Regions from separate parts of the Mus musculus genome. Here region 1 is linked to region 2. A link is a contact called in public Hi-C data. All regions are on one chromosome and are shown on one strand. Each heading gives the region's core, a stretch centred on a gene start, on an enhancer-like site or on the middle of the called end of the contact. The rest is flanking DNA. Distances are from core to core; before and after follow the strand shown.

Region 1 (5,426 bases), core at 1,375-3,874, 230 kb after region 2:
ATACCATGACCAAAAGCAAGTTGGAGAGGAAAGGGTTTATTTGGCTTACACATTGGACCATATCATAGTCCATCATTAAAGGGAGTCAGGACAGGGACTCAAGCAGGGCTGGAACCTGGAGGCAGGAGCTAACGCAGAGGCCATGGAGGGAGTGCTACTTACTGGCTTGTTTCCCATGACTTGCTCAGCCTGCTTTCTTATTGAACACACAGAAGCACCAGCCTAGGGATGGCACCACCCACAGTGGGCTGCCCCCCCCCCCCCAACCGCCATCAATCACTAATTAACTACAGCCAGACATTACGGAGGCATTTTCTCAATTGAGTCTCTCTCTTTTCAGATAACTCTAGCCTGTGTCAAGCCCGCCCTCCCCCCAGATCATTATTCTTTTATTATTTCTACCAGGGGAGGTACCATGCTGTGCGGTCATAGGACAATTGTTCATGTTTTGGTTTTCTCCTTGCACTCTGTTTTTTTTTTTTTAAGATTTATTTATTTATTATATGTAAATACACTGTAGCTGTCTTCAGACACTCCAGAAGAGGGAGTCAGATCTTGTTACGGATGGTTGTGAGCCACCATGTGGTTGCTGGGATTTGAACTCTGGACCTTCGGAAGAGCAGTCGGATGCTCTTACCCACTGAGCCATCTCACCAGCCCCCACACTCTGTTTTTTGAGGTAGAACCTGTCATTTAAAAAAAATCATTGCACTGCACTGGCTTATTATTATTATTATTATTAGATTTGTTTACTTATTTATTTTTTGTGTGTGAGCCAGTGCTACTGTTCAAATGTGGAGACCTGTGCAGAAATCGGTTCTCTCCTTCCACAGTGTGGGTTCTTGGAATTGAACTCATCATCATCATCATCACCACCACCATCATCATCACCATCCTCATCATTATCGTTTGTGTGTGTGTGTGTGTGTGTGTGTGTGTGTGTGTGTACTATGACGCACACTCAGAGGTCAGAGAACAACTCTATGGAGTTGATTCTTTCACATTCTCTGGGTCTCCAGGATTGAATTCCAGTCACCATGTATAGAGAGTAAGGGTCATTGCTGGCTGGGCTATCTCACTGACTTTAGTGGAACGTTCATCTCTGCCTTTTCTGATTGTCAATGGGATCCATGCATAGTTTGGTGGTTAATACATGTTTGCCACCAGAGGATGTAGCCACTGCACAGAGGTACTAGTGTACTGTGATATCATCCCAGTTTGCTAGTTGGTATCTCTATGGTGTTTGAGAGGCCTTTGTATTTTTTAAGGCCCTAATCCAAAAGCACCCTCACCGTTGCAGGTCTACAGAGCTCCCACGGCCCTGAGCACTGAAGCCAGGCAGGTCATCCCAGGCTCTTGGTTGGGTTCCTGTGAGTCCCCTTATCTGCTGGTCACTATCTTTGCCTCTTGATCAAGAGCTGGACACTGGCCTGTCACCGTGGAGACACAGGTCCATGACTCCAGCTACAGAAGAGGTTGATGTGGGAAAGTGTTGAGCTCAAAGCCAGTGTGGTGTGTATAGCAAGTCCAAGGACAGTTTTAGGTATAGAGCAAGCCGCTGTCTCAAGAGAGAAAGGGAGGAAAAGGGAAGGAAGGGTCGGAGATGTCGCTCAGTCGGTAGAGAGGATGCTTACCTGGCGTGTACAAAGCTCAGATTTGATCCCCATGTGGTGCATGTCTGTAATCTTATTACTTGAGAGGTGGAGACAGGAGGATCAGGAATTTAAGGTCTCCTCTACTATATATTTTCAGTCCAGCCTGGAAGCACGTGAGATCCTGTCTAAAAAAAAAGCCGGACTGTGGTGGCGCACGCCTTTTATCCCAGCACTTGGGAGGCAAAGGCTGGCAGATCTCTGAGTTCAAGGCCAGCCTGGTCTACAGAGTGAGTTCCAGGACAGCCAGGGCTACACAAAGAAACCCAGTCTCAAAAAAAAAAAAAGCACTTACTGCTCTTGCAGAGTATCTGAATTTGTTTCCCAGCATTCACAGGGGTTCAACATCCTCTTGCCTTTCCAGCCACACTCTCATGGATGCACACACACACTATACTACACTGCACTACACTACACTACACTACACTATGTGCGCACACGTGTATACACACACACACACTGTGGGCAAGACCTTCTGGAACCTTCTTAAGTGGGGATGAGGAATGATACTTGTCCATCAGAGCTGAGGAGATAGGGTGAGCTCTTGCTGGAGGCATTGCTCCGGTGCCTGGTTCAGGGCAGGTGCATGCACAAGTAGTGGCCATTGGCAATCACTATCAGTGCTCCAAGCCATCAGGAACTGGGGCGGGGGTGAGCCCCTAGAGGTGGTGGCACCAACTGGGCAAGTAGCCGCAGTGCCATGATCGTGGGCAGAGACAAGGTTAGAGGGCTAGGAAACCTGTTTCTGCTGCCAGGAGAAGCATCCAGAACATTATGAGTGCCTGGAGCTTCCTCTAGCCAAAAGTCCGGTCTCCAGATGTCTGCAGGCTGGAGGAGCGCTGGCCCCAAGGGTACAGACAGGACTAATGGGAGGAAATTACTCAAGAGATTTCATCTGGACCCAAGGAAGCATACCAACCAGTCAGAGCTGATGGACCATAGCAGCCCAGCTCAGCTGAGTTCGTTCTCTGTCCTCAGAGGCGTGGGAGCAGAAGCAGGGCTCTGCAGGCCCGGAACCTCTGCAGGTGCTGGTGTCTTTACCCTCCCCCATTCCCTACCCCCACTCCCACCCCTCGCAAGGGCAGTTCCCTCTATTTTCCAGGTAGCTCTGCTCTGCCTTGGTCCCAGGAGCCTGGGCAGACATCTGGCCATATGTACGGGTGTTTGGGGTTGCTTTCAGGGTGGGTCCTACATTAGATCCATCTCAAGGGGACTTAGCCAACGATGGCATCTTCTGAGGAGAGACATTTTGGTACGGTGTAAAGTTGGAGCCTGGCAGCTTTGTACCCCAGTATTCTCACTACCCCACCAGGGTGAAAGAGAGCAAAGATTTCGAGGTAAAATCCCTCTCTTCTACTTCAGCTTGTTCTGAGACTGGAGATGGGAAGAAGAAAGCAGAGAAGCGGAAGAGGAGAGCCAATGTCTTAGCTCTGACTTCGCCACTGGCTTCGGGAGAGAAGAGGAGAGTCACACTGTCTTTCTTCACTGTTTGTCTTTGGGAGAGGCACTTAACCACTCTGGGCTTGTGGATGGTGTGATCACACTTCCTGCTCTCACAGGTGTTCTCTTGAGGATTAAAGGAGTTAGCACAGCTGGGGAGATAGCCTGGTGAGTGAAGGGCTTGTCCTGCAAGCCTGAGGACCTGAGTTCAATCCCCGGAACCCACATGAAGGAAGAATGCCACAAAACTGTCCTGTGCCACGAGTACCACCCCCATATCACACACACACACCCCCAGCAGCAGCAGCAGCAGCAGCAGCAGCACCACTACTACTACTACTACTACTAAAGGTCTGATGGATTGGTTTAGCAGGTAAAGGTGCTTGCCACTAACCCTAACCCTAATTTAATCCCTAGGACCCACACAGTGGAAGGAGAGAAGTGACCCCTTCCGTGTAGTCTGATCATCAACATGCACTCCAAAAAAAGTAATAAAGAAATGAATAAGCAAATAAGTTTGTTATAGTTATTTTTTTTAACATAGTGCCACATTAAATAAATAGATTAAAAATTAACCAGACAGCTCACCTCTACCCAGGACTGTAGGAGGGGGTCTTATACCAATTATCTTGTTTAGTCTTCACACCAACCTTACGGTGGAAGGACCATTCCTAGAAGAACTGAATCTAGGAAGATCAGCATCACGGGCCTTGTCCAAGGTCAAACAGTGAAAAGAAAGCATTCAGTTCTAAAACTGTTGGCTCTGCTGTCTTTCAAAGGAGTGGAGCTGTCCCCAATATGCCAGCCAGCCCCTTGGGTTGGAGAACTTGCTGGCTGGAGACTGGATTACAAATTTCACTCCTGCTGAGCAATCTCCCCCTAGAGACCAGAAAGCAGGGGGTTTCTGGGCTGGACAGTCCCAAGGTCAGAGGAGAAGCTGACTGTGCGTCCCTTAGAGGTGATATTACCTAGGGAGCTGGGCCACCATAAACAGTCTGGAGCTAGAAACCCTGGTCCTCCCCTCCTTAGTATCTTTAGACTCTGGACTGGGACTGCTCATTTCATTTTAAATTCCTTCACTGGCAAAGAATGGCTGCATCGTGTGTACTAGCTGGCCCGAGGATGACTCCAGACACATACCCACCACTTCACTATTTACCAGGGCCCAAGGATGACTCCAGACACATGCCCACCACTTCACTGTTTACCAGTGTCTTCCTGTCTATTATCTCCTGGGTACTGCAACGCTCAGAGGTCTCAGCCCATTTTACAGACTGAGGAAATTGGTTGCTCAGAAAACGGAAGTGAGTCACCCAAGGTCACACAGCTCCGAGTTGATTCTAACTCTGCAGCCCGAAGACATCTTCCATTCCTAGCGTAAGAATGCTAGAGGGTGAGAAGCCTCCAGGTAAAGGCTCCTCGGTCTCCTTCAACACACAGGTGCTCCCAGAGGCTTCTCCCGGATGCTCTGGAGAGTGTGATGGCTGCCAGAGTCACACCCCCTAGGTTTTCTGATGGGACAGGATGCCTCAGGGGTCCTGTGGCCACTTGTTAACCAGACCAGCTCTCCAAAGCCGTCTTCCAGATACTAGGACTAGACCAGTCTAGTTCCTTCCTAGTTCTCACAGGGATGTGGGTTTGATAGATCCAAACTTTTTCCCCCAAAGTCATCCCATCTCTTCCTCACATAGTTGGGGGGGGTCCCCTGCCCGTGTCTCCAGTCTCTGGGTGGATCTGTCTGGGAGCAGGGTGGGGGCTGGATGCTCAGAGTGCCAGCTGCTCTCCTCTCACGGTGAAAGTAGCTCCTTCACCTGGGGTCACCAGTGGCCTCTGCTGACACTGCGGTTTTCCTCAGCGTCATTGAAGCTTTTGTTCCCTGCTCTGTTATTAGTGACAAAGGGATTCCCCTCAGGGTCAAGCTTGCCTTTTTTTTTTTTTTTTTTTAATGACGTTGGAGTCATTGTCCTCTCCCTTATGGCTTTTCCTATCTGCTCTTGTGAAGCAAAAGTTGGTAGGGGTTGGTTTAAAAGTAGCCCCATTTGTACCCCTGTCTTCCTGTCCTTGATTCCAGCTGGGCCTGAGGGGTCCCCACAATATCCCCAACTCTGAGAGCCTCTGGAGAAGATGGTGCCTTTCTGAGCTGGGGGGTGGAAGGTTTGTTTGGTTTTGTTTGGTTTTTGGAGATAGGGTCTCTTGTAGCCCAGGCTAGCTTGAGACTCACTGTTTACCTGAGGATGGCCTTGAACTTCAGATCCTCCTGCCTCTATCCCCCAAGCACTGGGGTAACGTTCTGTTTATGTGGTATGCATGCCAGGCAGCTGTACAACCAACTGA
Region 2 (5,178 bases), core at 402-2,901:
CTCTTCCCCATCCCCTTCTCTCACGTCCCCTCCTCCCCCTCCCTCCTTCCTTCCCCTTTCCTCCCCCATCCCTTCCCCCCTCTCCCTTGTTTTCTTTCATTCATTCCTTTTACTTTCTTTTCCTAAAGAATTTTTGTTTTCTGTGTGTGGATATTTTGCCTGAACATACATGAACCACATGCATGCCTGGTGCCCTTGGAGGCCAGAAGAGGGCATCAGGTCCCCTGGAACTGGAGTGAACAGCCATGTGGGTGCTGGGTCCTCTGGACAAGCAGTCGGTGCTCTAACTGCTGAGTGACCTCTCCTGCCCTTTACAGGTTATTTTCATAGTGAAGCACCCATCTACCAGAACAGGTTATGTCTGGACTCTGAAGCATCGGCTGCTTTTCCCTCCTTTTCTTTTGATTTTAAACACATTCGTGGAGTTTTAACTACCCCAAAGCTTTTCTAAAGCTTGTGCTAATATCACATACACTTCTAAAATTCAATGCTGCTGTGTAATACTTGGGTGTCAGGAGCCATGTGGCTAGCACAGCTCTGCTGCTTTCTGCATGTGTTGGAGCATCAGAGGGACTGTGAATTATACTGAGAAGGGAGCAGAGCCAAGCAGGTTGGTGCATACCATTAATCCCAGCACTTGGTAGGCAGAGGTAGGCAGATCTCTATAAGTTAGAGGCCAGCTTGGTTTACAGAATGAGTTCCAGGACAGCCAGGGCTACATAGTGAAACCATGGTTTCAAAAAAACAAAACAACCAAAAAAAAAAAAAAAAAAAAACACCAACAAACAACAACCAAAACAAAAATCCCAAAATCTTGTAATTTCTTTCTTTCTTTCTTTCTTTCTTTCTTTCTTTCTTTCTTTCTTTCTTTCTTTTTTTTTTTTTTGGTTTTTTGAGACAGGGTTTCTCTGTGTAGCCCTGGCTGTCCTGGAACTTACTTTGTAGACCAGGCTGGCCTCGAACTCAGAAATCCACCTGCCTCTGCCTCCCAAGTGCTGGGATTAAAGGTGTGCGCCACCACTGCCCGGCTTTGTAATTTCTAAGTTTTCTAATTTTTCTTTGTCACCTTTTGAGTAGTGACTGTCTCTACTGTTCTCTACACCTTAATGTCTGCCCTACTTTTATTATTTTTTTCTACTCTGTTTTAATATCCTCTCCCCTACCACATGCAAAGTCTTACTTTTATAGCCTAGACTGGCTTTTAATTCAGTGTGTAGCCCAGGTTGTTGTAGTAAATTTCCAACCCCAATAAGCCCATGCAAAAACCACACAACTCAGTTATTATATGTATAACCTGTAGGCCTAGGTTGGGCAAATCTACTATTACACTAATCTGTTTGCAGCTATGAGATCCCTTGTTATTTGTAGCTTCTCTAGGCCATGTGGTTCTGCTCCATCTTTCTTCTGTTTCTTTTCCCTTCCTCTCTTCTCTAAAACCTCCAGCCCCACCTTTCCCTTCTACTGCCCAGTCACAGGCTCTAGCCTTTATTTGACCAGTTAGACTGGGGAGATGCTTATGTGGGGTCACCTCAGTAATCCACTCCTCCAGGGAGCCCCTCTTGAAGAAGCAGAATTAACATCAGAATACAAACGGCACCAGAGCAACCCACACCACCAGGCTAGCCTCAAGCTGCCGAGCCTAACTGCGGAAATCAAAGGTACACAGAGCCTCACTTAACCGCTTCTGCTTATTTCTACCGTAGTTCACTGAATAACAGCTCATGTGCATTTCTGTTAATAAGAAGCATGTTGATGCCACAAATTTGCCTCTAGGAACAACTTTAGCTTTATCAGACAAGGTTTAATACATATCCTTTTCATTATTGGTGAGAGTATATTGTAGTTTCTACTCCAGTGACTTCTCTGCACTGTGTGTTATTTGTAGATGCACATTTCTTAACTTATAGCCACACGGGAGCATTTGAAGTTGATAGTGTAATTAGAGGATGGTCAGAGACTCTGCTCAGTAGTATTTTGCTCCTTTAAAATGTATTTAATTTGGTTTAAATAGCAGCATACAGTAAGTGTTTGAACTTGAAAAACACATGCATTCTGTAGTTGCTGTGTGCAGTATCCATTAGGTCAAGAGTGGACTTGCCTCCTTCTGGTCTGCATATCATTTTTTGACCATTTGACATGTGCATAGTCTAACAGTTTTGAGGGGTAATTGTTAAAAATTTCCAAGTATGATTTGTAGTGAGAGCTCTGGAGTTTTGGTCTCTTTAAACACAGTACTATAAGAATCTGCTTTCATTCTAATCACAGGTGTAGGGATGTAGGGCTGCTTTAGACTGTCCACAGCAGCTGACTAGGAGTTGCCTCATGCGCTAGCAGATAGTCAGCTGTAGGTTGTTTCTGCGATTGTGTGACATAAGGAATTCTGGGAACTTTTCAGAGGCTACATAAATGCTAGGGCCCCCAAGGCAGTATTGGAGGTTGTTGGTCATTCAGATTGCAGTTTGTTAGTAGTCAAAGAAGAAACAAGAAGAACTAGATTCAGGAGTCAATCTCCCCCTCCCCCCTCCCCCTCCCCCTCCCTCTCTCCCTCTCCCTCCTCCCCCTCCCTCTCTCCCTCTCCCCTCCCCTCCCCTCTCCCTCTCTCCTGTATTCTTTCTCTTCTATCTAGTGATAAGGATGAAACCAGGGGAATAGAGTGGAAAAAGAAGAACCCATGAAGTAGCTAAATCCAGATATAATAATTGTGGATTTGTCTGTTTAATTTTTTCACATTTTTAAGTTTTAATGTTGTGTCTATATAAATAGAGGCCCAAGACAGCTTTTCGGCGTTGTTCGTCTCCTTCCCCAATGTGGCTCCTGGGGCTTGAACTAAGGTCACTAGGCTCAGGCTTTATCCACTGGTCCATCCTGCTGTCCGGTTCTTTTAAAGCATCGTCGAGGCATTTCATATTAGGTTCGTAGAATTTGCTATATTTTCTTGTTGAACTGCACCTCTTCACATGTGTTTGACTTACCAGAGCAAATCTAGTTTGTGTTTTATTCTTGAGGCTCAGTGAAACAGCTCAGAATGCTCTCCCACTGCTCTCCCCGCTCTCGTGCTAACGGTGCCATGCGTCTTCCTTATGTAGGTGTGTGTCAGCCCTGCATTACCTGTGTCTGACGTGGTTGACATTTCCTTTTTTTTTTTTTTTTAATGTATTCCTCTCTGCATCTTCAGGCTCATGTATGGAATCATTTTGCTCTTTGTATTAACATTTCCCTTACCACAAATTCTGATGACAAGTCCATTCAAGTTCCATTTTTCTGTTAGAGCCTTTCTTGGTGTCTCTGCTTTGCTCCTGTGATGATGGCTGTTATGAATGGGGTTTTGAAATTTCTTCATCTTCCTAACAGCCAGAGGTGGTGTGCAGGTGTCACACCTTGATGGCCACTTACACTGCTTAACTGTCATTTTTAAAAAGTGTGGATCTAGGACCTAGGGAGATTCAAGAGACTAGGGCAGAAAATGATAAGAGGACGACACCCAGACATGCCCCTCTGGATCTGTATGTGTGCATACACACACAAACAGTACACACACACAACACACAACACACACACAAAGCCTGTTCTCCTGCTGAACTGATTTATAGCAGGCATGTGTATTGGTGTGGTTGGAATAAACTCTTTGCAGAATACTAACAAGTTAACCAAGTTGTTGACTAAAGTAACCATGCCGAGAAGAAAAAGACCAATTGTATATGGGTACACCATCGCTGTCTCCAGACACACCAGAAGAGGGCATCAGATCCCATTACAGATGGTTGTGCACCACCATGTGTTTGCTGGGAATTGAACTCAGGACCTCTAAACCTCTGAGCCATTGCTCTAGCCCCCTACCTTTTTAAAAATGATTTTATTCTTAATCTCTGTGCATTGGTGTCTTACTGCATGTATGTACCGCTTTGTCTGCGTGAGGATGTCAGATCCCTGGAACTGAAGTTACAGACAGTTGTGAGCTGCATGTGGATAATGTGAATTGAACCCAGAGGACATTTTATTTTGTGTGTGCACCTGTGTATGTGTTGTGGGCATGTCCATGTCACAATATACATTTGAGCAGAGGACAACCTGAGGGAGTTAGTTTTCCTTCCACCATACTTGGGTCCTGGGGATTGAACTGAGGTCATCAGGCTGGGCAGTGTCTTTTCCCACTGAGCTATTCAGCTGGCCCAAAAGAGACTAATCTGAGTTTGGGAAAGGGAATTTTGCCTGTATGTTATAAGGCTAAAACCAAAAAGAATAGTGTGCCATTCTTTCATGCTAGTTTGTAAGTTTGTTCCGCATCAGCACGTGTTAATAATTCTGAAATTGCATGTATATTCTAGGAAAGGGTTGGGCAAATCCACTGTGGAGTGCACTCATGTTTTTATTAGATGTAGAAGTGTTCTGTGCCAGAAAGCATGAATAACTAAATAAGTGATGCAGGCATATTAAAAAGACACAGAAGGCAATTGGAAGAAGCTTCTAGTAGCCAAATCTGGGCACTAAAATAATTACAGGTACAAGAGTGGAGTAGACTGGATCCTGCATAACAGTGTCTAAGAATACACATGCACATGCTCACACACATGCTCACACATGCACATCCTCGCACACACATGTACGCACATAGTGACAAGTATCTATGGATCCCTACCCATGTGAGGATGGACATTAGGTCCCTAGACACATGTAAAAACAGCACATATGCCATATGTCTTATGTTTGTTTGTATAAACCTGAGAAGTGTGAGCAAAGGGGGATGCGCAGCTCTACCTATAGAGTGGTTCCAGCTAGTGTAGAAGGGGCGACAGGATAGGAAGCCGCCATCAGCAAATGACAAATGACACACTAAGAGGTGAGTCAGGGCCTTTCAAATGGCTCAGTTAAGTCCCCTGTCACACAAAACCTGTCAACCTGAGTTTGAGCCCTGCAACCCGAATGGTGGAAAGAGAGAACTGACTTCTGAATGTTGTCCTTTGACCTCCACACACACCATAGGCATGACCGTGACTCTCCTCAGCCACTAAATCAATAAAGTGTAATCATAAAAAACATTCAAATAAAAATCAGATGTGGCTGATATGGTGGTGAGTGTCTATAATTTCAGCGGTTGGGAGGCAGAGGCAGGAATCTCAGGAGTTCAAGTTCATCTTTGCCTACAAGGCCAGCCTTTTGCCATCATGAACATACCAAGAC

What was found. A called contact is a pair of places that touch in the nucleus more often than the background predicts.
Region 1: a contact with region 2 is called in a Hi-C map of double positive thymocytes, with 2.3 times the contacts expected there. The contact joins two enhancer-like sites. A contact is called at or near these places in 1 of 39 promoter capture datasets (erythroid cells), 1 of 15 datasets of contacts at CTCF or cohesin (large pre-B cells), 4 of 484 Hi-C or Micro-C datasets (bone marrow-derived macrophages, double positive thymocytes, myocytes and 1 more) and 2 of 115 datasets of contacts at active chromatin or transcription factors (CD8 T cells and acute myeloid leukemia).

What each region holds. Positions count from the first base shown.
Region 1 is chr11:52,289,922-52,295,347 of GRCm38.p6, forward strand. No RefSeq gene overlaps it. Among named protein-coding and RNA genes, the nearest start is that of Tcf7, 9.6 kb to the left of the region's middle. Within about 2 kb of position 2,625, at least 18 of the 459 cell types and tissues checked have an H3K27ac peak or open chromatin away from gene starts, as enhancers often do. A contact at or near this core is called in double positive thymocytes, where this site is marked.
Region 2 is chr11:52,064,365-52,069,542 of GRCm38.p6, forward strand. The region is part of intron 13 of Cdkl3 (cyclin-dependent kinase-like 3); the gene reads left to right. Among named protein-coding and RNA genes, the nearest start is that of Ppp2ca, 32 kb to the right of the region's middle. Within about 2 kb of position 1,652, at least 83 of the 459 cell types and tissues checked have an H3K27ac peak or open chromatin away from gene starts, as enhancers often do. A contact at or near this core is called in double positive thymocytes, where this site is marked.